Linked DNA regions of Mus musculus: all the other regions are linked to region 1. A link is a contact called in public Hi-C, HiChIP or PLAC-seq and promoter capture Hi-C data. All regions are on one chromosome and are shown on one strand. The core of a region is the stretch at or near the end of the contact, and the rest is flanking DNA. Distances in the headings are between cores, read along the strand shown.

What was found. Promoter capture Hi-C pulls out the DNA fragments that hold promoters and counts their contacts. A called contact is a pair of places that touch in the nucleus more often than the background predicts. HiChIP or PLAC-seq counts read pairs in DNA pulled down with a chosen protein or histone mark.
Region 2: a contact with region 1 is called in a Hi-C map of the N1E-115 cell line, with 4 times the contacts expected there. The contact joins the enhancer-like site here to the promoter of Kctd6 in region 1. A contact is called at or near these places in 10 of 39 promoter capture datasets (the 3T3-L1 cell line, 3T3-L1-derived adipocytes, the C10 cell line and 6 more), 13 of 484 Hi-C or Micro-C datasets (the MNK3 cell line, the N1E-115 cell line and embryonic stem cells), 13 of 115 datasets of contacts at active chromatin or transcription factors (embryonic stem cells, epiblast stem cells, extraembryonic endoderm stem cells and 3 more) and 3 of 9 other capture datasets (adipose tissue, embryonic stem cells and liver).
Region 3: a promoter capture Hi-C map of pre-B cells shows a contact between it and region 1. The contact joins the promoter of Dnase1l3 here to the promoter of Kctd6 in region 1. A contact is called at or near these places in 10 of 39 promoter capture datasets (the 3T3-L1 cell line, 3T3-L1-derived adipocytes, the C10 cell line and 6 more), 1 of 15 datasets of contacts at CTCF or cohesin (embryonic stem cells), 5 of 484 Hi-C or Micro-C datasets (CD8 T cells, muscle stem cells, regulatory T cells and 1 more), 5 of 115 datasets of contacts at active chromatin or transcription factors (embryonic stem cells, extraembryonic endoderm stem cells and large pre-B cells) and 2 of 9 other capture datasets (adipose tissue and liver).
Region 4: a contact with region 1 is called in a promoter capture Hi-C map of hippocampal neurons, with 1.7 times the contacts expected there. The contact joins the enhancer-like site here to the promoter of Kctd6 in region 1. A contact is called at or near these places in 6 of 39 promoter capture datasets (the C10 cell line, the HPC-7 cell line, cranial neural crest and 3 more), 2 of 115 datasets of contacts at active chromatin or transcription factors (both in embryonic stem cells) and 2 of 9 other capture datasets (liver and pancreatic islet).
Region 5: a contact with region 1 is called in an H3K27ac HiChIP or PLAC-seq map of embryonic stem cells, with 29 read pairs. The contact joins the enhancer-like site here to the promoter of Kctd6 in region 1. A contact is called at or near these places in 6 of 39 promoter capture datasets (the C10 cell line, the HPC-7 cell line, embryonic stem cells and 3 more), 4 of 484 Hi-C or Micro-C datasets (all in embryonic stem cells), 5 of 115 datasets of contacts at active chromatin or transcription factors (all in embryonic stem cells) and 2 of 9 other capture datasets (liver and pancreatic islet).
Region 6: a contact with region 1 is called in a Hi-C map of colorectal tumor organoids, with 4 times the contacts expected there. The contact joins the promoter of Oit1 here to the promoter of Kctd6 in region 1. A contact is called at or near these places in 1 of 484 Hi-C or Micro-C datasets (colorectal tumor organoids) and 1 of 9 other capture datasets (adipose tissue).

Annotation. Positions count from the first base shown.
Region 1 is chr14:8,212,066-8,216,455 of GRCm38.p6, reverse strand. Kctd6 (potassium channel tetramerisation domain containing 6) reads right to left here and starts at 2,375. Exons shown (of 3, transcript NM_027782.3): 1 at 2,114-2,375.
Region 2 is chr14:7,958,580-7,962,969 of GRCm38.p6, reverse strand. Gm45521 (predicted gene 45521) reads right to left here. Exons shown (of 2, transcript NM_001371278.1): 2 at 1,753-2,452. The coding sequence ends at 2,334. Among named protein-coding and RNA genes, the nearest start is that of Gm45521, 3.5 kb to the right of the region's middle. Within about 2 kb of position 2,034, at least 49 of the 459 cell types and tissues checked have an H3K27ac peak or open chromatin away from gene starts, as enhancers often do. A contact at or near this core is called in the MNK3 cell line, the N1E-115 cell line, epiblast stem cells and 1 more, where this site is marked.
Region 3 is chr14:7,991,773-7,996,162 of GRCm38.p6, reverse strand. Dnase1l3 (deoxyribonuclease 1-like 3) reads left to right here and starts at 1,981. Exons shown (of 8, transcript NM_007870.3): 1 at 1,981-2,333. The coding sequence starts at 2,178.
Region 4 is chr14:8,030,687-8,035,076 of GRCm38.p6, reverse strand. The region is part of intron 2 of Abhd6 (abhydrolase domain containing 6); the gene reads right to left. Among named protein-coding and RNA genes, the nearest start is that of Gm41094, 23 kb to the left of the region's middle. Within about 2 kb of position 2,611, at least 40 of the 459 cell types and tissues checked have an H3K27ac peak or open chromatin away from gene starts, as enhancers often do. A contact at or near this core is called in hippocampal neurons, liver and pancreatic islet, where this site is marked.
Region 5 is chr14:8,049,384-8,053,773 of GRCm38.p6, reverse strand. Abhd6 (abhydrolase domain containing 6) reads right to left here. Exons shown (of 9, transcript NM_025341.4): 7 at 4,146-4,200; 8 at 3,866-3,966. Among named protein-coding and RNA genes, the nearest start is that of Gm41094, 4.0 kb to the left of the region's middle. Within about 2 kb of position 1,728, at least 3 of the 459 cell types and tissues checked have an H3K27ac peak or open chromatin away from gene starts, as enhancers often do. A contact at or near this core is called in embryonic stem cells, where this site is marked.
Region 6 is chr14:8,376,853-8,381,242 of GRCm38.p6, reverse strand. It overlaps Oit1 (oncoprotein induced transcript 1), which reads left to right and starts at 2,480. Exons shown (of 10, transcript NM_146050.2): 1 at 2,480-2,686. Gm41095 (a long non-coding RNA gene) reads right to left here and starts at 2,138. Exons shown (of 3, transcript XR_874217.2): 1 at 2,102-2,138.

The sequences.
Region 1 (4,390 bases), core at 1,126-3,625:
GACCCTAGCAAATCTGAAGAATGCACACTCCAGGAAGTTAACAACTTAACCTGTGAGAACCCTCCTTACCACAGCAAAGCTACAGTGGGGGTTATGATAAGACAGCACAAACATTCTAGACTTACTTCTGCTATTGAGTAAGACGCTCCAGAGCAAAAGTCCTCCTCCCCTGTAACAGTCTATATGCCGTAATGCTAACCTCGGATTAGAAAATGTAATGATACAACTGTAGTCACTGCCTTCCCACGCTTTCTGGGTAGCCCTTCCAAGTGCTTTTCTACTGAAACCTTTGTGTCTGCCATCCCAAAATGAAGACCGGTAAATTTTCTCTCTCCACCTATACTTACCTTCCAAGCTGCCTTTGTACTGAGTTTCTCTGTTCTTGGGAACGTGGGAGTTTGAAAGTGAAATACTTTTTATAGTAATTGGTTCAGTGGCATCTCCTGGCGTCTTCGGAGTTAACATCCACATACAGGCCAGCACAAGTAGCGAGCGCACAAGGATAATGGGATTATAAAGCTAAATTACCACTAACTAAACCCCTCTCTCAACCTCGTGGGCTAGAAGAAAGGAAATGTAGGCAAAAAGGGAGAAAGTCCTACAAGAAATTATGAATCTTCTGACAGTATCAAACCAGAAGAATATATACTCTCCAGCTTAAGTGCTGTCAGAGTCACAAATCATAAAATTCTACTTTCCCTCAGTTTCCACCAAAATGGGTATTATGACCTTCCCAAAAGTAACCACACCGTTTAAACACAATGGAGGTAAAACTGGCCGACAGGGCAGTGAGGAGTGGCGCTCTGGATTCACGTGCAGCATGCCAGCAGAGGGCTGTGAGAACCTGAGTAGACCGCCCTTTACTACTCGCAGCATCACCAAAATTTAAATAGGTAAGTCAGACACGGTGGGCGAACATGCAGGTTAGGACCAATCTGTGTTCCCACTCTGTCCCGTCCCTGGCCCTCCTTTCCCGGAGATCCCACCGCAGTTGCCGTGAGAAAAACTAAAGGTAAAATGATGTCCAGCGTTCGCAGAGACAAACAGACACGTGAGCTCTCGGGACTTCTAGAAAGCATGACTCAGGGTTGTCTCAAGATAAAGCAGAAGACACACATACGTGTTCCGTTTAAAATAGACCCCAACTATTAAAATCCAGGATGCGACGATGGATCATAGGAGTGACCATAAGACTGCTTTCCACGCTATTGCTTCAGCTAAAATACACTTTAAAAATTTTCAAATTCTATGGCCATCTTTCTACCTACGGTATTACAAAAAACTAAGAATCCGTGTGGGCTCCTGGTTTTCATCCAAAGGGTGATTCTCCCACCCTACCTACTTAGATCTTTACTCTTTTGAAACACTTCTGGCTTTGGGCCTGTAATACCCCACCATTATTCCCATACTAGAATATCTGCAACAGCGAAAAAGATGAGCCTGCCAAGGGGGGTACATTGGAGCAGGTTGTTTGGGCTATCCCAGACATTCTTAGCTAAACCAGGTCACATCGGTCTATTTGTCTGCATCACGAAATCCTGAAACCAGGTTTATCAACTTGCTGTATGTACTGGTGTACAGAACAGAAACATGACAACTTCAGCAGAATATCCAAACAGGATCTCAGTCACGTTTCGTTTCCCCGTCCCACCCCCAGACACAGCCTCCGCTGCCATCGCCCAGCAGGTGCTGCAGGGGCTCCCCACGACCTCGCCAAGGATCACCTCTTAACACCCAGCACTAAATCGCCGTGACATCCCAAAATTCCGGTAAAAAGCTGCAATTTGTGCACAAAACCCAAAAAGCAGAGCTTTAAACTAGGGCAGTGGCGGCTAATAAACACCACTCCCCAAAACACCAACCCTTTGCCCCGCAGAGCCCGCTGGTCCCTACTCCGCGGTCTCCCGCAAGCCAAGCCCGGCCGGCCACGCGCACCGAGCCCCGAACCCGAGCCGGAGCCCAAAGCCCGAGGCGGCCGCGCGTCCCCGATTTCCCCGCCCAGGCCCCGCCGCGGGCTCGTGCCAGCCCGGGGACGCGCGGCCGCCACCCGCCGTTCTCCTCAGCCCGACTTCCCGCAGCCCCGGCCCGCAGGCCCCGCTCGCGCCCCACTCACTGCACGAGCGCGGAGGCGACCCGGCCGGGAGACGCCGGCGGCCCGAGAGCGCGAGCGCGGGGACGAGCGAGCCCGCGCCCCGCGGCGGCAGCGGCGGCGGTGGCGGCGGCGGCGGCGGCGGCGGCAGAGGGGACGAGTGAGCCGGAGCCCGGAGTTGCGGCTCCAGCTGCCCGGCGCGGGCGGCGCCTTCTCAGCAGAGTCGCGGCGCCGAGAACGCGGACGCCCCCTATCGGCGGCGCGGGGCGAAGGCCGGGAAGCCGGATCGCCGCGGGCACTCTGGGCGCTGCCGGGGCGGCGTGGTCAGGCGGGCTCTGCAGCAGTCCCGAAGCCCCGCCTCCGTCCCGTTCCTATCCCCGCCCCGCCCAGGACTCCCGCGCGGAGCTCCGCCCAGGCCACGCCCCTAACTCCCCCTCCGCTTTCAGCCTCTCCTCCTGGCCGCCAGCAGTCTCTTCCCTGCTTGCCCAGGACTCCTTCTCCGCAACTGTTTCTCCTCAGCTGTTTTCACTAAGTCGATAGACCTCATCGCATGCAGGGCTTAGAGAGAAGAGCAGCCACCCAGACCGAGGCGCGTCTCAAGACTCAAAAAAGCAGCCAGTAGACACACACAAGACAAGTTCGAATCCTGGTGAGAGCGGTCCAATAAGAAGGCTGCCTTGGCCGGGCTTGGTGGCATACGCCAGAACTCCGGAGGCAGAGGCAGGTGGATTTCTGAGTTCGAGGCCAGCCTGGTCTACAAAGTGAGTTCCAGGACAGCCAAGGCTACACAGAGAAACCCTGTCTTGAAAAAACAACAACAAAAAAAAGAAGGCTGCCTTGGAGAATAAGGGAAGATGTGACGATCTGATATATATAAAATATTAGTATACATTTAATGTTATTAATATTGATGTAATTATATTATATTAATATATACATAATAATGTAGTTAATATTATTAATGTATTAATATATAAGACTCCTGGCCTTATATATTAAGGCAGGCCATTCTGTAAAGTAATGGCTTAGAGGGACCACCGATCCAGCCTTTTAGGCAGAGAAGAGCAGCCAGTTAGAAGGGCAGAGCTAACTAACGTCATCCTGTGTAATACCTCTGAGGATCTTAGTCTGGATGGGACTGGCAAGGGTAATGTCCCTTCAGGAAGGACATCAAGGCTGCAGGGCTAATTGGATTCCATGCATAGACAAGATGCAAAAGCCACCACTTCTAGCTAGCCAGATCTCAATCCACTTCTACATGGGTGAAAAGCCACTGGCCTTAGAAACTCACCTGGGCCAGGCATAGTAAAAGTAGTGCACATCCTTAATGCCAGCACTTAGAGGCAGTGGCATGTGGGTCTCTTGTGAGCTCTAGGTTAGCCTGGCCCACATAGCTAGTCTCTAGGACAGATGAGGCTACATAACGAGACCCTTTCTCAAAAGAACAAAACAGAAACTTACCTGGTTTACACATCTGCATGTTTGTGAGGTGGTTCTGAAATCTAGTTTTTATATGTATGATCATCATCTAATATTCTATTTTTTCTCCAAAAATCAAATTGATAGGTTAAATAAGCAATGTGGACTTCAACACAATGGACGGCTACATTGACATCTAAGCAAGGATACAAACTAATTAAGAATATGGGAATAGGGCTGGAGAAATGGCTCAGCGGGTAAGAGCACTGACTGCTCTTCCGAAGGTCCTGAGTTCAAATCCCAGAAACCACATGGTGGCTCACAACCATCTGTAATGGGATCTGATGCCCTCTTCCGGTATGTCTGAAGTCAGCTAAAGTGTACTTATGTATAATAATAAATAAATCTTTTTAAAAAGAATATGGGAATATGCTCCTGCAAATCAGGACACAAAATCATACATACAGGACCCCAATGTTGATTTTAATACATACAGTACCCCAATGTTGATTTTAATACATACAGTACCCTAATGTTGATTTTAATACATACAGCACCCCAATGTTGATTTTAATACATACAGTACCCCAATGTTGATTTTTTTTTCCCTATTTTTTTGTTTGTTTTGAGACAAGTCTTCTCTGTGTAGCCTCGCTGTGCTGGAACTCACTCTGTAGACCAGGCTGGCCTCAAACTCAGAGATCCGACTGCCTCTGCCTCCCAAGTGCTGGAATTAAAGGCGTGCGCCACCACTTCCTCACCCACCCTCCCATTCCCCCCCCACCCCCCGGCAGCCCCTACTAACATTGATTTTTTTTTTAAAGGAGTACACATAGACAAAAACTTTGATGACTAAACCATTGAACATGGTATTCCAAGGCA
Region 2 (4,390 bases), core at 785-3,284, 250 kb after region 1:
CCTGGGAGAATGGAAGAAACAGCCCTTGGATGGTCATTTAGTAGTGTCAGGCTGGTGTGCAGCATGTTCACTGAGGAAGCCGGTCCTCTTCTGAGCAACATGGACTTGCTGCTACAGGCATCACAATTCATGGATAGAGCCAAGTACCATGCCAGAGGATTGCTAAATGAGACTTTAATGACTGACAGACTGTCAGTGTGACCTGCCCCAGGGAGCTTGCTCCAAGACTGTCCTTCCTCACTACAGACCTCTCTTCATCTTCTTGAGTCCCAAGATATGCCCTCTTCTGTCCCAGGAGCCCAGCAGAGGCCCCAATGACTCCAGTAAGACCAGTGGTTGCTGGTGTTTGAGTAAATTCAGCAGGTGTTTTCCCAGCAACTCTGCCACGTCAGGCTGCTGGGTGAGTCCCAGGACAGCAAATTTCCACTCTGGTCCTTGGGCACACTGTCTGTTTTTTGTTCTCTCTCACTCAAGTCTGATTAGGGAAAACCAGATTAAGTTCGTTTATTCAATATTTTCAAGAGTGAGTTGTCTGTAAAATGTCAGGGTAAAGGAACAAATCTGTAAAGGGCTGGAGAGTCCTCTGGAGGTGGCTCCTGAGAGACTCCTTTGTCCAGTTCACTCTCTTCAGACTGACGGTCGGCCTTTTTAACTAGATTGGAGAGTACCACAATGCCCCGACTTCACAATGCAAAGTTGTAAATGTCATGGTTGTGCAAAGAGCTATGTGCAGGTCTGGGCTTGCTCCCTATGGATGCCTCCTAAGCAGAGAGGTACTGTGGACACCAGTGGCTGCCAGGACTCCATGGGGCACAGTTTTCATGTCTGGGATTGTGTTTAGGAGTGCTTTCCAAGCAAAAAGAGGAAGACCCATCCATACTGGACCAATAAGGACTGGTGATCAGAAGGCAGGTGTGCTGGGCTGAATTCTGGGGATGTTGCAGTCTTCACTGAGAGTGTCTTGCCAAATCATCCAATTTGTAAACAGGTCATTGATGCTGTGGTTAGGAAGTGAGGTCATCTAGCGAGGTCTGGGCACTGGTCCAACATGCTTATATCCTTATACGATAGAGGTTTTGTGAAGACAGGCCCCGTGGGATCCCTCGATTCCTGGATCTCCAGCCTCCAGAGCAGCAACAGAATAAATTTCTATTGTCTGAAGTCTCCCAGATTTTCATAGCATAGGAGAATGGATACAGCAGGGAACGAAGATCTGATGAGAAGTTAGATCACAGCTGTGGCTCCAGGACAACCCAGGGACAGGTCAGGTGTGGCAGACACGGATTAGATGTGTGGAAGTCCTTTCTCTTTATTCTTGCTCGGGGTTCATGGCAATAGGACACAATCCAGCTGTCACCCATCTAGCAGTCACATGACTTATTCTCACTAATAGAATGTGAGGGTTAGTAACAACATTTGTCAGTGCCAGGCCAAGGCCAAGGTGGTGAAGAGAGTACGTCTGATGTCAGGCATGGGAGCCATGAGAATTTCAGGCAAGAGTTCCAGGCCAACCTGAACTCTACATGAACCTTTATCTCCGGAAAATCGAGTGAACAGAAACCTTTCACGATCCCAGTGTCTCTACACTCCCTATCTTTCTTCCCTTTCCACTGGACACAGAGGACTCTAAAAAGGATTCTGAAGTCTGAGTCATTGGCGGAGCCACCACCAGATAGGGGACAACGTCTCCCAGGATGAGCAGCTACTCAGCATCATACAGGGCTAGGCTGGGACAAATACATCGTTAATGAGTGTGGGGAAGAGAAAAAACATGTTATGTTTATTTGTTTAGGAGTTGGGACTTAGGAGCTGCTTGTTGCAGCATGTGAAGCAGAGCACCTCTGAACGATGCAGGCTCTGAGGGGTGAGGGAAGCAGCCAGAGGAGATGGCAAGTTCTTCCCTGAATTGTAGGACACACCGGGACAGAGCAACTCTGCTGTAGATTCCATCAGTCTAATGCAGAAGAATAGCCTAAGAGATTGGTGCTTGCCTACGTACCTTGCAGGCTCACAAGCGCCTCCTCTGTCCAGGCCTGCTCATGCAGCATTGGATCACCCCAGGAAAAGAAACAGCATTGCTAGTGACGGATGGTAGGACGCGGCAGCTTTGCAAGCAGCGGAGTTCTCTGTGTGTAGACAGGAGCCCCAACATAGGATGACAGTACACCCCAGAGGTGTATGCCCGTGGTCACTTCTTCAGGTCCATCTCACTCAAGGAGGCGGGGCTCAGCAGAACATGGAGTGAGGTAGGGCTGGGCCGAAATCTCTCCCATCTGGCTGGTCCAGATGGATGACAGGGGGAAAGGAGCCGCTGAGGCCTTTTCCAAGTCAAGTCACATGATGTCATCTGATCGCCGAGGGTTAGGGAAAACGCCATTTTTGATGTAAAATGACTTTGTGATGGGATGAGTTTTGGCATGAGCCGGTGTCCTGTAGTCCTTCATGAAATCCCCTAGAACACAGCAGAGGCCTGGATGAACAAGGGTCACCACTACTTTCCTGCTAGTGCCTCCCCCCATATGGTTGGGGGTCAGCAGTGATGTGCTGTTAAACGGGGGGCATGTCATCTGTCACTCAGGAATAGCCACTGCCTTTCAATGTCCCGAGCCCTTTCCTGAGGATGTTCAAAACTCCTTACGATCCAACAGCTAGAGGCTGCACAGCATGGTGGAAACTCAAGACCTCACACAGGCCTCTGGCCAAGATCTGTTTTGGTCACCCAACCCTAAGCTCACTTACCATGCTTCTTATTCCTGCTACTGTCAGGACTGTCCCTCATTCCACTGTACAGAAAGATCTCTAGGGGCTGCCCAAGGCCAAGCTAGCTCCCCAGATGCCCACCACTGCAAATTCTGCCTGGTGAACCAATAACAATGGTCATAATTTAATAATAATAATAATAATAACACTAATAACTATGCTTGTCACCACTTTATTGAGCACTTACTGTGTATGGGGTATCAGGCTGCTGCTTTATATACACATAAGGGAATTTTTGACTGACCCAGCTGGGACCTGGATAATGTCCCTGAATCTTCTTTGAACCCCCTGGGATGCTTACTTTATAATTAGGGTAGGGGACAGTATCAGTCAGCAGAAGGTCTGGCATCTGTTTCCAAGGTGACACCTGAATTGAGTTTGGGCTCAGGATGTAAGGGGAGGCTTATGGAATGTTCTAGAGATTTTGGAGCAACTGTGGGCTTAAGCGGCCGATGGTCTGCCTTCTGGTTGTAATCCAACACCAGCCTAGCAGCCAGGGAGCATTCAGAATCAGGCTACCAGCGTGGCTGGTGTTGGATTATATTCTCAAGTCTGGGTTGCCAAAGAAAGCATGGGCTGTCCAGTCACACTTAGACTGCAGCTACTCGTGAATAGTCTTTAGCGCATGCTCCATACCGAAGCTACTGTACTCTCATACAAAAGTATGTTACCTTTGTATCCCGTGTGTGTGTTTGCAAAGCCTACCAACACAGTGGCTTCACAGACAGCGAGCATGGGCCTGTGAGGCAGAGCAGGGGAAGAAGACCCTTGGCACTTAAACTGAGATAGATGCTCTCTGTGAATAGAAGAAGTCAAGTCCTGTTTGGAAGAGAACTGTGCAAACTCACTACCTAGGACAGGACTCTGTAGTGGGCCTTCCTTAAACTGTCTGTCAGGGTAGCCTCCCAGTCCTGACCACCATATCCTGAGTTAACTCTTACGCTTATAGTCAGTGTGGTTCACAGACCAGCAGCATCAGCACCTTTTTGGGAGCTTGGCCACGGTTCAGGTGCGGAGCACTGGCCTAGTATGTGTAAGTGCCCTGGGATTCCACCCCTAGCTTTAACAACTGACTCCTATGCCCAGTAAAGGACTAAAAAGAAAACCCACCTCACACCGTGGCTGTGCCTGCCACTACAGCATGTATCTACTTATCTGCCGTCTATGAAGGGAGCCTGTCAAAGTGCCTGGCATACATCAGTTGCTCAGTGGAATCTGTCAAATGAACCAAGAAAGCAGCCTTCCAGTGCAGGCTGAGTTTGCCTTCTCAGCCTGATTGCTCTAAGGGGAAGCTGGGATTCAGAATCCTGCTCTAACTCTGTGGGCTGTCCCAGGAGGACTCCACAGAGGTCACATGGCACAGGGCTTTGTGATCTCAATTCCTGTCCCAGGTACTTTCCCATACAACTTCTCCAAAATGCTGAGACAAAAGGAAACAGGCTATTCCCATTTCTCGGATATAGAAACCAAGGGCCTGAGAAGAGAACATTTTCATGAGATCACCCTGTCCAGAAGAAGTAGAATCAGGATGTGGGATCTCCCCAAACCCATTCCAAACAATGGCCTTGTTTTCTTGTTCACACTTAGTTTCGGTTTTGAGGGTGTTTTGGGACAGGTCTCATGTAACTCT
Region 3 (4,390 bases), core at 732-3,231, 220 kb after region 1:
CGTTTTAGTTAAAAACTAACTTTCACAGCTGTACTATATGGGAGCAAATATTGCCCATTTTTAAAGTGAGGGAACGGTCACAGAGGTTTAGTTATTTGTGTGTGGTTGAACAGCCAGTAACTGGAAGCACACTTGCTCTGACCTCCACACCAACATTCTCAACTAGACTGATCTAGTGTTAGGGGGGTGTTACACCTGGGGCTGGAAGCAGGGGTGAGGAGTGGAAGGGGCGAGAGGGAGGCAGTGGGAGAGGAAGTGTGCATGATCTGGAGCACCTACCAAGAAATATGGCCGTTCTGCCAAACAAGAGCCCCTAAGGGGATGGAGAGGTCGTTTGCTTGGTTGGATGCTTGCTAGCATGCTTGGGGCTGTGGGTTTGACCTCCCAAAGCACAAGAAGGGGGAGCAGGGGCCCTCAGAAGGTGAAGGCAGGAGAATCCGAAGTTCAACGTTATTTTTGGCTACATACGGAGTTTGAGGTCAGTCTGAGCTAGGGGTCCTGTTTCAGAAAAAGAGAAGGAGAAAAAGGAAATTTCAAAGAATTTTGAAAGCATGACACGTGAGCCTTCTCTTCCTATGGTGGTTCTCTTCAGTGCAAGTACAGCCTGCGTATACTCTGTCCTGTGGGGCTGAAACTGAGAGCCTGTTTCATCAGCTGGTACAAAGGGGTCCACAAGAATACAGCTCCCACTGTGAGAGAATAGGGACTAAGAGAACCAGATATGAATGATGGTGGCCTAGAAGCATAAATTTAGGCTTCCCAGATACTGAGTTTCTACACGATAACATCTTGGGGTTCTGTTTGCTTGTTTATGCGTATGGGTGTTTTGTCTGCATGGGTGTCTGGCACCCTGTGCATGCCTGGTGTCTGTGGAGGCCAGAAGAGGACCCCTTGAACTAGAGTTCCAGACCATGATGAATGGCCATGTGGGTGCTGGGAGTTGAATTGGCACCCTCTGAAAGATCATTCGGTGCTCTTAAGCTCTGAGCCATCTCTACAGCCCCTAGTTTCAGGATGTTTTTATAGGAACAAAACAAAAGAAAACATTGGTGGGAATACCAGGTAGGTGGCTTCAACAAAGCAGAAAAACCCATGTTATTGGCCTTAGTTGCCACCTGATGACATTCTTGGATTCCTGGTTAGAGGGAGCTAGGGCTCTGCCCATGTATTCCAACAGGGGTTTACCTGACTGTCACAGGATGTGAGGTCAAGCACAGGTGTTGGCAATGGGTGGCCTTTAAAGGGCGCTGAAGATGGCTGCAGGAGAATTTGAGTTTTCAGTCAGAGCGGTGGTATTAGCCAATCAGCTTTGTAGGATCTGGAACGTGGGTGCGGCTCCACCACCCCATCCCTGGTGCTTTGGTTTACACACATGAGTTTTGCTAGAATTACACAACGTTAGCTTGTGCTTCTCACCGCAAGCCTGAAGCTGCTGATGAGATGTGATGACACAGTAGTGTGTGCATGTCGCAGGATTGCTGTCTGGCTGCTCACACATTGCTTCGCACAGCTGCGTCAGACACTGGAAACACCTGTTTGGGTCACACGACCCAGCCCTGCCCACCCTGGGACTTTCCTGCTGGCTCTTTATCTCTGCTGCCTCTGAGGGCCTCAGCCTGTGACGCTTCTGCTCCTGGGATCTCCACCTCACCTTCCTCAGATGCCAAGGTATCCTTGCTTCACTGAATTCAAACTAAACCTGACCTTATGCACCCACGGGGACTGCTAAGGAGACACTGCATAGATGTGTCCAGTGGTGACTGTTCACCAGGTCTTTGTCCCCCAGCAGGTGGCTCCACCAGTCCAGTTCCTTCTGTGTGAACATTGCCAAGCTCATCAACTCTCAGGGAGAGGCCCATGGCTACCACAGGAGACATGCCTAGAGATCAGAGCTAACCCCACCCCACCCCTGCCCACTGAGATTATGAGTGGCTTTTAAGGAGGCTGGTTTGTAAATGCAGCATGACGTTTTCCTCATGAGGACAAGAAAACCAGAGGCCTCTCTAATGGCTAACCCATTACCTTCATTTCCTTGGGGATTGAAACGCGTGATGGTGAGTTCCTCAGAGAAGTGAAAGTGACCTAGAGGGATCCAGTAATTCCTGTTATCAGCCTGCTTTATAAGTCAGTGAGCCAGGCACTGTCTTCATCCAGCCTGAAGTCCCAGGAGTGCAAAGATGTCCCTGCACCCAGCTTCCCCACGCCTGGCCTCCCTGCTGCTCTTCATCCTTGCCCTCCATGACACCCTGGCCCTAAGGCTCTGCTCCTTCAATGTGAGGTCCTTTGGAGCGAGCAAGAAGGAAAACCATGAAGCCATGGATATCATTGTGAAGGTGAGTCATGTTCCTGTCCTGGACACCACTCGCACCTTCTCCCAGCTGTGGACTCCAGGGGTCTGAAGTTGCCCTGGAGGTGAGGGGGAGGTAAGGACAGGCTTAGAAGGTGGCTAATGATGATGGTCACTCCATTACCATCATCACTCAGCTCTGGGTATTCTCTGTTCCATCTTCAGACTGGGTGGATCTGTGCTTCCCTCGGGGGTGTTGCAAGTTTGCTTGAGCAGGTAAATGTGATGCTCTTGCCAGAGTCTGGCTGGCAGTCAGTTCCAGGTACCGGCTGCTGTTCTGACGGTTTTAATTGAACATACTGAATGTCTGTGTCAGTCACTGTAAATACATAGTCTCATTTGTCAACTTTTCAAGCAAGGGCTGTTGAAGAGAATGAACTCAGAAGGGCTATGAGGTGCTGGGGAGCTCCAGGGGCTGGTGGTGAGGGAGCTGGGGCAGCCCTGCCTGCCTCCTCTTCATAATCTTGGTGAAGCAGGGGAGCCCCCTCCTGGCGCTCTCTCCCTCCCTCCTCCCCTCCCTCCTGCGTTCTCTCTCTTTCTCCCTTCTTCATTCTTCCCTTGCTGTCTCTCTCCTTTCATCCTTTAATCCCTTCATCCCTCTCCCCCATTGATTCCCCAACTCTCAGTTCTGCTCTGTCTCCCTTTACGAATATTTCTGTCCTTGGGCAATATGACCTGTCTGGGAAAGCTGCTTATAGTTTTCTGGAGCCAACTGACTCTCTGTCCCATGGGTTTTGATCCTGGGACTCTGTGGGGTGGCTAGTACTTAAAAACAAACAAAACAGAGTGGGATTGGGGTTTGCTTCCTTTGGTAGGATGCTTGCTTTTTATGAAGTCCAGAGTTCTATCCTCAGCCCTGCACAAACCAGGCATGGCGTCCAACACCTGCAATCTCAGTACTGGGGAGGTACAGGTAAGAGGGTCCAAAGTTCAAGGTCATTGTTGGCTGTAGAGTAGATTAAAGGTCAGCCTGGTCTACACAAGACCCTATCTTAGCACAACATGACACACACACCACCACCACCACCTCTACCAGTAACAGCAGCAGCACCAAAGGTCCCAGTGTGTGGTGAAAGTGCCAGCAGCCCTGGGTTCAGACCCCATCTCTCAGCTGAGGGAGCTCAAGGTCCCCGCTCTTCCTGATACTTCACGTAAAGTGGGTGTGGCCGGTAGTGCTAGTCGGTGAAGCCCACCTGAGGCAAGCTGAGCCCAGCGGAGGACACTGCTGTGCTACTGTCCGGCAGAAGACCTGCTGGGCTCCTGCCAAGATAGTCCTGGGCCCCAGGTGACAATGCCCTTTAGGTGACAGCTAAGCACCTCTGGATGTGTTTTTAGCAGGGCAGCTGTGCTAAGCCAGTGGGAACTTTGACACCACAGCTTAATGGAGAAATCTAACACGCAAGGAAACTATTTCCCAGCATCTTCACACGTGGCCCAGGGACCACGTGCCTATCTACATTCCTGACTTATTCAACCCTGAAAGTTTTGCTACACTCTTGGGGGCTGTGTTCTGTTCTCGGGTGGTTCTGGTTCTCCACACAGCTTCTTCCCAGAGCTGAGTGAGTCCCACGAGGTCTGCTTAAAGCTTTTGCCAAAACTTCATCCTATCCTCACAAAGCCAATCTCCCCAAACTCTCAGAGCCGTCTAACAGAACAGTGGCAGTTGACTCCAAACACCTGGTGCTCAATCAGGATCCTTAGTGCTTGTGAGGATCAAGGAGAAAGACACATTTGCCGCCCAGAGAATGCAAGCAACGTTCTTTGTAGCAGAGCATTCAGGTTAGTGGTGTAAGTGTGCCATGAGAAGGGCGTTGTGTGACGCTACAAGTTAGGGTTTAGGCAGGGCAGTGGTGGCACACGCCTTCACTTCCAGCCTCCCCAAACTTGGAAGGCAGAGGCAGGTAGATTTCTGTAAGTTCAGGTCAGTCTGGTCTACAGAGCAAGTTCCACAACAGCCAGGGCTATGTAGAGCCTGTCTTGAATAAAAAAACAAAAACAAAAACCAAAAAAACCCTCCCCTGAAAACAATCCAAAACAAAACAA
Region 4 (4,390 bases), core at 1,362-3,861, 180 kb after region 1:
TGTAGACAAAACACCTTAATTTCATCCCATCCTGCCTCTTGTGGAAAACAGGTCAGTTCTAATCTAGAATACTTCATTAGTCTTATTTGTAAAATGAGGCTAGTGCTATTTTTTGCCAACTTGAAAGATCATATAAAAATTAAACATTTCTAAACTTATCAAAGAATCTGCTTGCCCTAATTCACTTTCCATTACTGTGATAGAGATCCATGACAAAAGTGACTTGGAAACGAAAGGGCTTATTTGTCTTACAGGGTCTGGGTCACAGTTCATCGAGTGGAGCCAAGGCAGAACTCAAGGCTGGAATCCGGAGGCCTGAACTAAAGCAGAAGCCACGAAGGAGCCAGAGGCAGCTGCTCACTAGCCGGGTTAGTCTGCTTTTCTATGGAACCCAGGACCACCTGCCCAGGGATGGCACCACTCACACTGTGCTGAGCCTTCCCCATCAATCCTTAGTCAAGAAAATCTCAATTTAATGGAGGCATTTTCTCAACTGAAGTTTCCTCTTCATGAATGACCCTAGTTCATGTCAAGTTGACAAAAACCTAACTGGCTCACTGCTCATCGAATGCTGTTAGTAAAACCTATTAGGATTTGAGATGGTTAGCCACTTAACTTAGGGTCCACTGAATAAAAATATCTCTAACAAGAAGAAAATCTTTCAACCCATAAACACAGTATAGCCTGTCAAATTAGAGATCACCAACTACCTTTCATGGCTACTTCCTATATTTCTTTTTCTTTCTTTCTTTCTTTTTTTTTTTTTTTTTTTTTTTTTTTTTGGTTTTTCAAGACAGGGTTTCTCTGTAAAGCCCCGGCTGTCCTGGAACTCACTCTGTAGGCCAGGCTGGCCTTGAACTCAGAAATCCGCCTGCCTCTGCCTCCCAGGTGCTGGGATTAATGGCATGTGCCACCATACCTGGCTACTTTCTATATTTCTATGTAGAACATTTTTATGTTCTTTTTTTAAAGGGGCCGAGGGGAATGTTACCTTTAATATTTATAATTTATTATTGTTATTTGTGTGCGCACATGCCACCATGAGAATATGAATGTCAGAGGGCTTTCGGGAGTCAGTTCTCTGCTTCCATTCTGGTTTCCAGGGAACCACCTCAGTTCAACAGCATCGTGTGGTCAGGACCTTTACCTGCTGAGCCATCTTCTTAGCTCCCATGTTATTCTTTAGATTTATTATCGGGTAGTTAAGAGTTATTGACACTAAAGTAAGTAGTAACGTTTAAAATTTTAATTTGTTTGTTTCCGGTATTTGGGCATGCCATTGATTTTTGGTTATTGATTTTTTTTTTTAGATTCACATATTTACTTTGTGTATATCAATATTTTGCATGCATGTATGTGTACCATGTGTATGCCTGTTGGATCCCCTGGAACTGGTGGTGTCAAGGATAGTTGGAAGCCATTATGTGGGTGCTGGGAATTGAACCTAAGACCTTTACAAGAACAAGTGCTCCTAACCAATAAGCCTTCTCTCTAGCCCTAGTTATTGATCTTGTATTCAGCAATGTAATCAAACTCACGTCTGGAGTTTGTATGCACATCTGTACATGTGTGTAGGTGTATGTTCTTAGATGTGTATGTGCTTGAGTATGTGCTTGTGTGTGTGCTTGTGTGTGTGCTTGTGTGTGTGCTTGTGTATGTTCTTAGATGTGTATGTGCTTGTGAAGGCCAGAGATGGACACCAGATGTCTTTCTCAATTGTTTTTCCTCTGTATTTTTCAACAAACATAGTCTCTCACTAGATCTAACGCTCACTGATTTGGCTAGATTAGTGGGCAGCAGCCCAGGAATCCTCCCATCTCTGCGTCTTCAACACAAGGATTATAGATGTGTGCTGCTTCACCCAGATTTTCTCATGGATGCTGGAGATTGGAACTCAGGTCCTTACGGTAAGCACTATACCAACTGAACCATCTTCCTACCTGGACTCTAAACTTCCCTATTATTTCTAATTATCTATAGATTCCCCCAGATTTCCTATGTATATAATCCTGTCATCTGCAAACAGGATTTATATTTTTATTTTTAATTCTCATTCTTTGTTTACATTTTATTTATATAACCAAATGATTTGGTATGGTTCCTAACCTCAATTTCATGATCAAGCTTTCTATAGGAAGCTTAGAAAATCTCAGCCTTTTCCATTGTGAGACCAGTCTTGTTATTTCCACTCTGCAGTGGAAACCAGAAACAGGGCCCATCACACAGCATGGCCACAGCGCACAGTTGTGCCCTCTGCTGATTCATGGGGAAACATCTGTCACTTCTGCAGGAGCCTATGACACTGTCAGATCGGTTGGCCATGCCCCAGGAATACTCAGACCCAGAGAGAGCTGCCAAGAAGACTAGCTATGGCCTACAGAGAACATCAGTCTCTGGTCCTTGAGCTGGGCAGATCCTAGAGGGAGTCAAGATGCCCAGTGATTTCAAGCCCTTCTGCCCAAACAGCAGGACAGCTGGGATGTGTGTGCCACAGGGCGACTTCTAGAATCTGTTGTTCCTATTTGTGTGACAATATTGAAAAGTCACCTGAGTGCCCAGCCAGGTTAGCAACTTCACTGGTCATCACGACAGGCAGCCAAGCAGACGATGGCCTTTGGAACAGCGTGATTAGGGGGTGTAAGTGATGCGTGGGAAAGCTGTACTTCCAATGACGGCACTGTGCAAATGCCGCTTGCAGCGGGGAGATTAGGAGGAAACAGGCTGTGCTTTTCAGTGAAGCAGAGGAAGCTACTCCCAGGGCTTCTGACAGCTCTCTGGGATGGCATCAGAAGCCGTTACTAAAATCTCAATCCCTCATGTCACCTTGCCATCTGGTGAGTCTGTGATCTGAAAGTATTCCAGGATTTTCACCCTTTTCAACTAGCTGAGTCTCCTTTTGGGCTATGAGTCTGAGTTCATGCAACAACGAGCACTGTGTTTGTTGTTGGCCACTGCTTAGAGCTGGGTGACGGGCAGTCAGACTTTAAGACACCATTCAGTCATACAGAACACCAACAAAGGACTAACGGCTCTGCTCAATGGGGTCTCTGGCTTCTGATGGTATCATTTGCTGATTAAAGTGAACTGTTACAAGTGAAGAGCCAAAGATGGGAACAACCTGTGTTCATCAACAGCCAAGGGATAACCAAAATATGGTATAATCACACTATCCTTGTTATTTTGCTTCTATCACAAAAACCTGAAGCCTGGGTAATTTGTAAAGGAAAGGCTTATTCAGGTTGATGGCTCTAGAGCAGTGATTCTCTCTCTACCTGGGGCTTGAATGACCCTTGCACAGGGGTTGCACATCAGACAATCTGCATATCAGATATTTGCATTGTGATCCATAACAGTAAGCCAAATTACAGTTATGACATAGCAACAAAAGTGATGTTATGGTTGGGGTCACCACAGCACGAGGAACTGTATTAAAGGGTTGTAGCACTAGAAAGGTTGAAAACTGATGTTCTAGAAACTGGAAAGTCCCAACCATTGGTGTGACTTCTGTTTGGCTTTTGGTTAAGGTTTTCTGCTGGTTCAACTCATGACAAGAAGTCAAAGGGCCACACACTAAAAACAAACCAAAGTATGGGGTGCTGCCTTGACCTCCAGCAACCAACTGCCATGTCCAATCTCAGCACAATAGCACTGATTTCTCTAAATGATCGAATGCCCTCTTACAGCCCTTTTAATGCCATTCCATTGGGACTGGACCCTCAACAGGGGTTTGGGAAGTGCAAATCCTCTTGACACCAAGTGGCTACAATGAAAGATCATTCTACCATAATAACAAAACAAGAACTGACCCCCGAGGCAGCGCACATGGAACTTGGTGGCACAAGCCTGTAATCCCAGCATTGGGAAGGCTGACGCAGGAGGATCACACATTTATTTAGTGTGAACTTTGGGGTGATAGAAAAGATCTCGAATGTCATGACAATACAAAATTACAACTACAACATAACCATTCAACTGTATACACTTTCATGCAACCATATCCATGTTATTAGTCCACATGTGCAAACTGCACTCTCTGCTTCAAGCTCACTCATTTAACAATAATGGCATCTGTGTGTGGAGGAGCATGGGCCTTGGCAGGGTCCTGAGGAGGGGACATGGTTCTGACCTCTCTATGTCTAGGACCACCCAGGAGTCTTGGCAATGCAGCAAGGACAGTAGCATTGAGGCAACTAGAGGTCTAATTTGTCAATGCAGAGGTGGGTCGTAGGTGACCCTCCCAAGGGTTGACAGCTTCACCCACACGGAAAAGGCAGAGAGAATGAAAGATCATAAACCATTTTGCCCTATTTGCTGCTTTCCAAGGCTTGGAGCCTGAGCAGTGAGTGGAAAATTCCATGAGCCAGTGAAACAAAAGGGAGCCAGAAAGGAG
Region 5 (4,390 bases), core at 479-2,978, 160 kb after region 1:
AAGCCCCTCACTATATGCTGAGCACATCGTGGCACTCTGCACATGGACTTCCCAGCCTCTGAACCATTAGCTTATAAACTTCTAAGTCCTTATAAACCACTCAGCCTCAGGCATTTTGTTGTAAGAGAAAACAATCAGGAAAAAAAAACCAAAAAACCCTGTTTTTAATATCTTTTTCTCCGGATATTCTTTTTTTGTTTTGTTTTGTTGGTTTTGTTTTGTTTTGTGACAGGGTTTTTCTGTATAGCCCTGGCTGTCCTGGAACTCACTTTGTAGACCAGGCTGGCCTCAAACTCAGAAATCCGTCTGCCTCTGCCTCCCGAGTGCTGGGATTAAAGGCGTGCACCACCAAGCCCGGCTTCTCCAGATATTCTTGAACAAAAGACCCCGTGCATACTTTGGTATACACTGCTGTTCATCTGCTTTCTATACTTCTCTCTGCCTCTTCTTGCTTCAAACTTTATGGAAAATCTTTGGTAGGCATGATTCCTCAAAAGCAGCCACAAATGTGCTTCTCGGAATGAACTTGTTGCATCTTTGGAGAGCTGGCTGTGACCTGAATGGTAGCCCCATAAATTCTTAAGTTGAAGTCGGCATTGCCTGATTTGGAATAGTGCATTATAGATGTAGTGGTTAAGATGATGTCATAATGGAGCAGAGAAGCCCTAATCCAATATGGCTGGTGTTCTTAAGGGGGTAGGGGGAGGAGGATGTGGATCAAGATATACACACTTGCACGCACACACGTGCACGCACACACGCGCACAAACTGCCGCGGGGAGATGAAGGTAGAATCCAGGGACTAAGATAGGGGATGCCAAAGATGGTTGCAAGCACCAGAAGCTAGGGGGACATGGAGAAGAGTCTCCTTCAGCTCTCAGAAGGAACCAGCCCTGTTGATGCCCTGACCTTGAACTTGCAGCCCCTAGAACTGAAAGATAATACATTGCTCTCAGTTGGTTGAGGCCTCCCCACCCAGGCTGTGGTCCACAGTTGCTGCAGCCCTCTGAAACAAATGCAAGCCTATATGACAAAACTTATCAAAACTTTGAGCACATATGATTTTTGATCTGGTGACTTCACATGCAAAACTGTATCCTTTAGATGGAGCATCATGGTCCACAAATACACATGCACAATGCTCACTGGAATGCTGCTTACTGTCCAAAACTGAAAGGGACCTAAATGGTCAGCAGGATAGAATGAGCACTGTCCGCTTCTGTGTTGTGTTTTGTTTTTGAGACAGGGTTTCCCTATGTATCCCTGGCTATCCTTACTCTGTAGACTAGGCTGGCCTCAAACTCAGAGATCTGCTTGCCTCTGCCTCTGAGTGCTGGGATCAAAGGCCTGGGCTTTGTAACACCCAGCTACTACAGGGTCCTTCAGAAGGATGAAGAAAGACTTTTTTGGTCAAGAATCATTACAGACGACAATAAATCAGGTGCGGATGGGGGTGTTTCTGAGGAGCAGGATAACTTCTTGGTTTCAAAGTATCTGTCTATAACCTGCTTATTAGAAACAGCCTGATGAGACTGTTAAAATGACCATCCCCAGTGAAGAGACAATTCAGAGAAACTCAAGTTAAAGAGTGTTTTATAAAATAACTAACCAAATAATGTGTCGAACACCTTGTCAAATGAATGACAAAGCCAGCCAGAGAATGCCTCCAATTAAATGAGAATAAAGACAGCCATCCAACAGGAGCTCCTGGGCTGGGTACTGGCTCAGGGCGGTAGGAGGGTGAAGAGGCACAACCTGAGGTAAATGACAAACATGGACTGTGGGCTGGCTCCTCCATTCCCAGAATGCTTTGGTTACATGAAAGGGTGGGTTTTCTTTTTTTGTTTGTTTGTTTTTAAAGATTTATTTATTTTTATTTATATGAGTACACTATAGGTGTCTTCAGACACACACAAGAAGAGTGCATTGGACCACATTACAGATGGTTGTGAGCCACCATGTGGTTGCTGGGAATTGAACTCAGGACCTCTGAAAGAACAGTCAGTGCTCTTAACCACTGAGCCATCTCTCCAGTCCTGAAAGGGTATTCTTGTTCACAGAAAATATACTCTGAAGTTCAAGGGACCCTAATGTAAGCAAATTACTCTGTGTAGTCTGAATAGATTGGGACACTACAATCAATGTTGTAAATGTAAAATTTAAATTGCTAGTAAATAAAACTTGGAACACTTGTGCCATAAAAAAAATACTCAGTGGTAAAAAGAAAAAAAAAAATTATGTGTCAGATAGTGGTGGCTCATGCCTTTAGGCCCAGGAGGCAGAGGCAGGTAGATCTCTGTGAGTTCCAGGCCAGCCTGGACTACAGAATAGGTTCCAGGACAGCAGAGTTACATTGTGAGACCCTGTCTCAAATAACAATACAACCACCAAAAATCAGACAAACACAAAAACCAACCAACCAACCCAAAATGCTGTGTATGGATGAATCTTAGAAGCATGCTGCAGGGACAGAGGCCACCTGCAAAGGACTGTAGCCTACATGACACCATTTATATGCAATTTCTAGAAAGGCCAAAGTTAAAGAAAGAGGGCACGGCTGTGCATGGGCATCGATACAAGCCATGAATGGGAGGACCCTGTGTGGTTAGAATGCTCTGGAACCAGGCTGTGGACAGGGAGCCCAGGGGGAGCTCCACTACACACAAGCTCAGCAACCATAAAGCAGGGATGCTAAGATGGCTCAGTGAGTAAGGGAGCCTACCACCCACACCCACACCCCACCCTGCCACACATACACAAACAAAATCTAAGTAACTATTTTTCAATCAATAAAGCAGCTAAAACTGATGAATTATGGTAAAGGTAAGAATGCTTTGTATTTTTTTTTTTTTGCTTTTGTCTTATTTTTAAAAGTTTATGTGTATAGATGTTTTGGCTGCATACATGTCTGTACACATGGCTGGCATTTGAGGAGGCTGATGGGGTGTCAGATCCCCTGGAACTGTACATATGTATGCTTGTGAACTGGAGTAGGGCAGGTAAACAGTAGCCGCCTTTTGTTCTGCTTTGATTTATGGTGCTAAGAATCGAACCAAGCACTCACACATGCTACTTGAGTGCTCTGCCTCTGAGCCATGGTCCCTGCTGTTGTTAACTGGTTTTGTAAACAATGGTTCCCTATGACACAGCCATGTCATATCTTTACATATCACCTATGATACTTTACACACAAGCAGAACTGAGTGAATGTGACAGAGACTAGCTACAATGTGGAGAGCAAAGCTACAATTATTTACTATTTGGTTCTTCACAGGAAGTTTCCAACTTCTGGCTTAAGAGAATTCCAGATATCTTGCAAGGAAGTAAAGGAAACAGGAACTAAGATTTGGAAGTAAAGGACACAAATTTACACGATTAGATTTTCATGTGACAGAATGGCTTTTGGTAATTTTGACTTAAACAGGGCCTGTACTGCTAAGTTGGCTGCCATTTCCTGAACTCAGCAGGAACCATCGCACAGAGGCAGAGCACTCTGCTTTACCTTCGTAGGTAGCAGAATGCAGGTCCATGTCCCTGCACCTGACAGATAAATTAGGGTTGGAAGTATGGCTTACGGTAAAGTGATGGCTTAGCATGAACGAGGCCCAGTGCTGCACACTGGTAGCCTGCAATTCCAGGTTTGGGATGTGCAGCCAAGAGGAGCTCATGGACGAGGCCAGCTTGGGCTACATGGTAAAAGAAACCTTATCTCAACAGCAAATTCCCTTTCATGCTAAAAATCAACCATCACTGTTCTCAGCTCAGAGAGCCGTGGCAGACGCTGGCACCCAACATAAGAAGGCTACCATGGAGGCTTGCTTTAAAGATGACCACTGGCTTTTTTCTATAGGGTCCTGTGACATACCTGGTCTTGTTTCCCCCAAATGATCTGTGTCGGGACCTTGATCTTGTCCATATTCTCATGCAGAGAGTATCTGGATTTCTCATTGACGATTTCCAAAAACACTTGTCAGAAAAGAAACACACAGTGAGTCTAAGTATGCGGGTGTCTCCGTAGTCAGAGCTTCTTCAAGCCCAAGCCACCATCTCCTTTCTTGAGGGGCCCAGAAAACATTCCAAATACAGAGGTTTACAGATTACGAGGCAGCCAGCCACTAAGCCGCAAGTGGAGCGGGGCTACTTACATTTCCGGTAGAAGCTGTTATGAGGAATGCGAACATCGACAAGACCTTGAAGGATCTGAGGGTGAAAAATCCAAAGTTAGAAAACACGAGAAGTCTCACTTCCTCCAGCCTTTTATAGCTCTGCGGCAGCACAGGGGGCAGTGCTCAGGACGTTCCTACACTGTCAAGGGCTGGGCCTGTGAGTCCCCAGAATGTAGACTATAATTGGGAGGCTTTACAGAAGCAAATCAAGGGATTACAGAGAG
Region 6 (4,390 bases), core at 1,231-3,730, 160 kb before region 1:
GATTTTATGCTGGGCAGTGTTCATGGCCATCTAGGGCTGCATGCAGCCTGCAGCCTGCAGTCTGCAACCTGCAACCTGGACACGCCTGGAAGGGTATAATGTGTTCTCTGACTCTATGCTCACAGCAACCTTGTAACAAAGGGATTATCCTACTCATAGAAGACAGTGTCGCTATGAAGATGCTTAGAGTAGGCCCTAAAACCATGCAACCCCACAGGGTCACAGTTGCTGACTGGACTGGTCCTTGCCAAATGCCAGCTGTGTGACCAGAACTCATGCTTCATTTGTTATTTGCTGTCTTCACCAGGCACTGTATGAGGCCCAGACAGCATGCTGGTGAACACTGTCAGTATCCCCTGACTGTGTGGACTTCACTTTCCAGTACCACAGGACAGACAAGTGAAACCAGTGCTGGTGTCAGAAAACTGTACCTCAAAATGTGGCAATCTGCCACACTGAGCTGAACAACCTTGGAAACTGGATCCCTTTGACCTTCTTGCTTCTTCCTGAAGTACAGTGTAGCACTTCACTGGTATTCCCCTTCTGAAACAGCTTCTCCTACAGGAAATATAACTACCTTAAACTCCTTGGGACTCTATCCCATAAGGGAATGATGAACCCTGGGAGAAGAGACCAAAAGTCATCACTAAACCCAGCCGGGCTTTGCCTGGACTCCTCACAGGACAGCATGCCTCGGGATATTGCCTGGCAGGCTGTCTGTGTCTGCAGGGAGGCACCTCCTCACCGGTACCACCCACCCCAACCCCATGTTCCTCTTTCCTATGAGAACATTACATTCTGACCCTGCAAATTCTCAAGTTGTGGCTAGCTCCAGTATGCACGTGCATGCTAATAAATGTTTTCTCTTGATATGATGGGTAGGGAAGAGACTGCCTCCTTTTCTGCCCATACAATAGTAATGTTTTCAGGATGTTGCAAATGCTATACACAAAATAAGTTATGACCCTGCTTGTATAGAATGACTCCATACATGGCCCATGTCTTAATTCTGCTACCTGTAAATATGTAGTGTTTCCAAAAAAATCAAAGGTTAAATTTACTTATTCATCTGCTGGTCTCAAGAAAGCCAGGATGATTCAGACTACCCATGTGGGCCCAGTGCCATCCCAGGGGTAGTCCTCAAGATGGAAGAGGGAATGGAGGGTGACTGAGGGACAGAAGGAAGAAAGAATGCTCAGCAAGTGGCAAAGGTGCTGGCTGTAGAGAAGGAAAGAAGTCCCTGGAGGCTCCTGCCTAAGCCCCTGCCTGCTGGCACCTTGATCCTAGGTGAGCACTAGACACATGTTTGAAGCCACCAAGCCTGCAAGTCACTTGTCACAGCATCCCCAAGGCTCTGTCCTTAGAGAAGCTGCCTCACATGTCACCTCTTGCTAGAAGTTTCCGGGGTCACTGAAGTCAGAGCTTCTTGCAAGCTGCACAAGTTTCTACCTTGCCACCATTTTAAATGCTTCGCTTGTTTATTTGCTTTGAGGAAGGTGCCCCCACCCCCATCCCTGAGCCCATGAGGTGTCTGAAGCAACAATATTCAGAACATAAACACATAGCTTCCCCTACTCTGCTGGCCTGAGATGCACACACACACACACACACACACACCAGGGACTGCTCCCTGCTCTTCCCTGACACTATCTCCTGGTATTTGTCTTTATATCCTGACCAGCTGCTGTACCTTACGTCCCAAGATACTCATCCCAAAGGGTCTCACATCGTTTTGGGAAGAAATTGGGGTTAACAGATGGGGAAGCCCTAGCCCCACCCTGACGCAAGTGTATAAGGACCAAAGGTCTTTCTGGACAATAATGCATCCTAAAGAGATATATAAAGAACGTAAGTCTATGTTGGTGACAGAGCCTAGGATGTTAAGTCCCTCCCAGTGAACCTGAGTGGCATATATCGCTTTCACTGTGCTTTTCCCTGCTTCCTCCATCCACCCCATTTTAATCTATAATTCACTGTGCTCCAACCCAAACCCAGACTCCTTCTCCCATGCCACCTCCTCTCCCTGTTGACCCAAGAGCCCCCGTTTCCCTCAGTGGGCTCAGAGCCCTCGAAAGCCCATTCACTGACTCACTACACCTACCTCAACCTCACTCAGGCCCTGGACGGTTTAGCACCGCTTGAGTGGTTTTGTTTTATTATTTGATTTGGGGGTGGGGGGTGGGGGTTCTGCTCCAAAGTTGTTTGTGCTAGCACCCAAGCGTCACCTGGGAAGGCTGGAGCTGCTGTATTTGGAAGAAAACAAGCACAGTCCTGCCCAAGCCCCTACCAGACTTTAGCCTCATTTCCTCTGCTGAGAGCTCTAGATTAAACTTCCTCCTTCCTGGTAAGGTGTTTAACGAGGCAGGGAGGGTTTATGGCAAATCTCTTCCAAGCAGCGCTCAGCATGGGTAGGGCTGGAAGTAGCTACCCTCCCAAGGAGCCCAAGACCTGGCTGGTCACTCCCTCTAGGCAGCTGTATCTAAGAGCAGCCGGCTAGAGAGGGCCAGCACCAGCACCAGCACCAGCACCAGCACCAGCACCACTCCCATCCTGCCAAGAACCAGAAGGCTGCTCTTCAACAGCCAGGCCAGAAAAGCAGTTGGCTGGGTTAAAGACTCAAGCTATCAACAGCTGATCCATCACCTCTTCAACGCGAAGGCAGTGAAGAGTGAGCCCTGAGCCTCAGGTATGTCTCTGCCAGACCAGAGGGGGCTTTACTTCTCGGTCCACATTTTTGAACTAATGATAGAGGCAGGGAAGATGGAAGATGAAGAAGCAGCAAGCCTGAGAAAGAAAGCAAGAGCAGAAAAGGGAAAGAACGCAACTGTAGGCTGCAGTGAGGAGACTGCCTCTGAAGGGATCAATCCCAGCTGACAGAGGGGAACGCTGGTTTATCACTCAGTGCAGGCCATGTTGATTAGTTATGTCTGCTGTGAATACAAAAATAAGATCTAGGGTTCAAAAGCCTGGGATTTGAAACCCACTGTAGCTCACTGTAGATGCTATCCCTAGACCACAGAGAATCTCCACATGTATGAATTCACCTACGTATATGGGCTTCTAAACACACACATTCTAGATGAACATCAAGTTCCACAAATATTTGAATAATGAATAAGGCCAGGATGTTCTCTGGCCACAAATGTCATTTATCTCTGAAAAGGTTGAGCTGAAAGGTTATGACAAAGGTATGTGGTCTTGTGAGATTTCCTGATAACATACTGTCCAGCTAGTTCCTCTCACTAAGATATGTTTTCCTCATCTGGGAAATGGGAATGAGGGGCTGAACATCCTGGCTCAGCGTTAGTTACCTCTTGCCTGTTAGGCATCTGTGGGAGGAATGAGTGAAACAGATAATAGCACCAGCCGCTCTTCATGGGGGGTTGGGTCTCATTATTACTCCGCTCCTGAGAAGGGGAGCCAGAGGCCAGAGAGCCTTCATTCTCCCCGGCAGAATGGCTGCAGAGGCTGTACCCAGGCACTGTGCCCCAGTGCCCTGTAATACAGCTGGTTCTGGAGTGGCCCTGCAGATGGGTCACTCACAGTGGAGCAGGTAAACACACCATTGTTTTGGCCAGAAAGCAAAAAACAACCTGTGGGGGACCATCATTATCAAATCAATTTTGTTACATGTTGGGAAGATAGCCTGAGAGTTAGGGACAACAGACTTCTCTCGGGAGGTTAATTTGGCTAAGGCAGTGTGGAATTAGGTGGGAATTAGGGGCCCTGCAGACCAGAAGTGAGATTTGAGGTGTCCCATCCAGGTTCAACACAGTTGTAGGGGAGGGTTTGACTTTGCCAGTTGATCCATCTGTGTCTGCTGAGCTACACCTAGAGCTATGCTTGGAGCCTTCTCTCGTGCGTATCATTCACATAGCCTTTTCTGAGCTTAGGCCTTGGCAGCAAGCTGTCCCAGTTGCTTGCTATATCCCAGTAGGACTTTGGGGATCTGCAGAGCTGAGTAGCCTAACCTGCTCACGGACTCTTTGGCACTTTTTCCATGGTGGAGGATATCTGAAGTCACTGCTTGGCAACACTTCCTTAGGCTGAAGCAGCCATTCCTCCTGGGGTGAAAGCTGTGTCTGATGGAGGTGTGGACAGCCAGTAAGAGGACTGACTGACTGTTGCTTGGAGAAGATGCTGAAACCTCCTATGGCTGATACCAATCCTTTGCTTTTGGAAGCTCTCAAAGGCAGGTGGGAACTCTGAATCAGTTTCCTCCCCAGAAACCAGACAAGAGACCCAAAGTCACTGAGAGAGCTCCTGTGCCCTCAGCATTTGGATCACACCTCGGCCTTTTGGTCAGCCGTGTCACCTTGGGCCAGGTACTTCATATTCTGTACTTGTCTAAACCTCTCTCTCTCCAAAGAATGAGTCATCTGTGTTATGG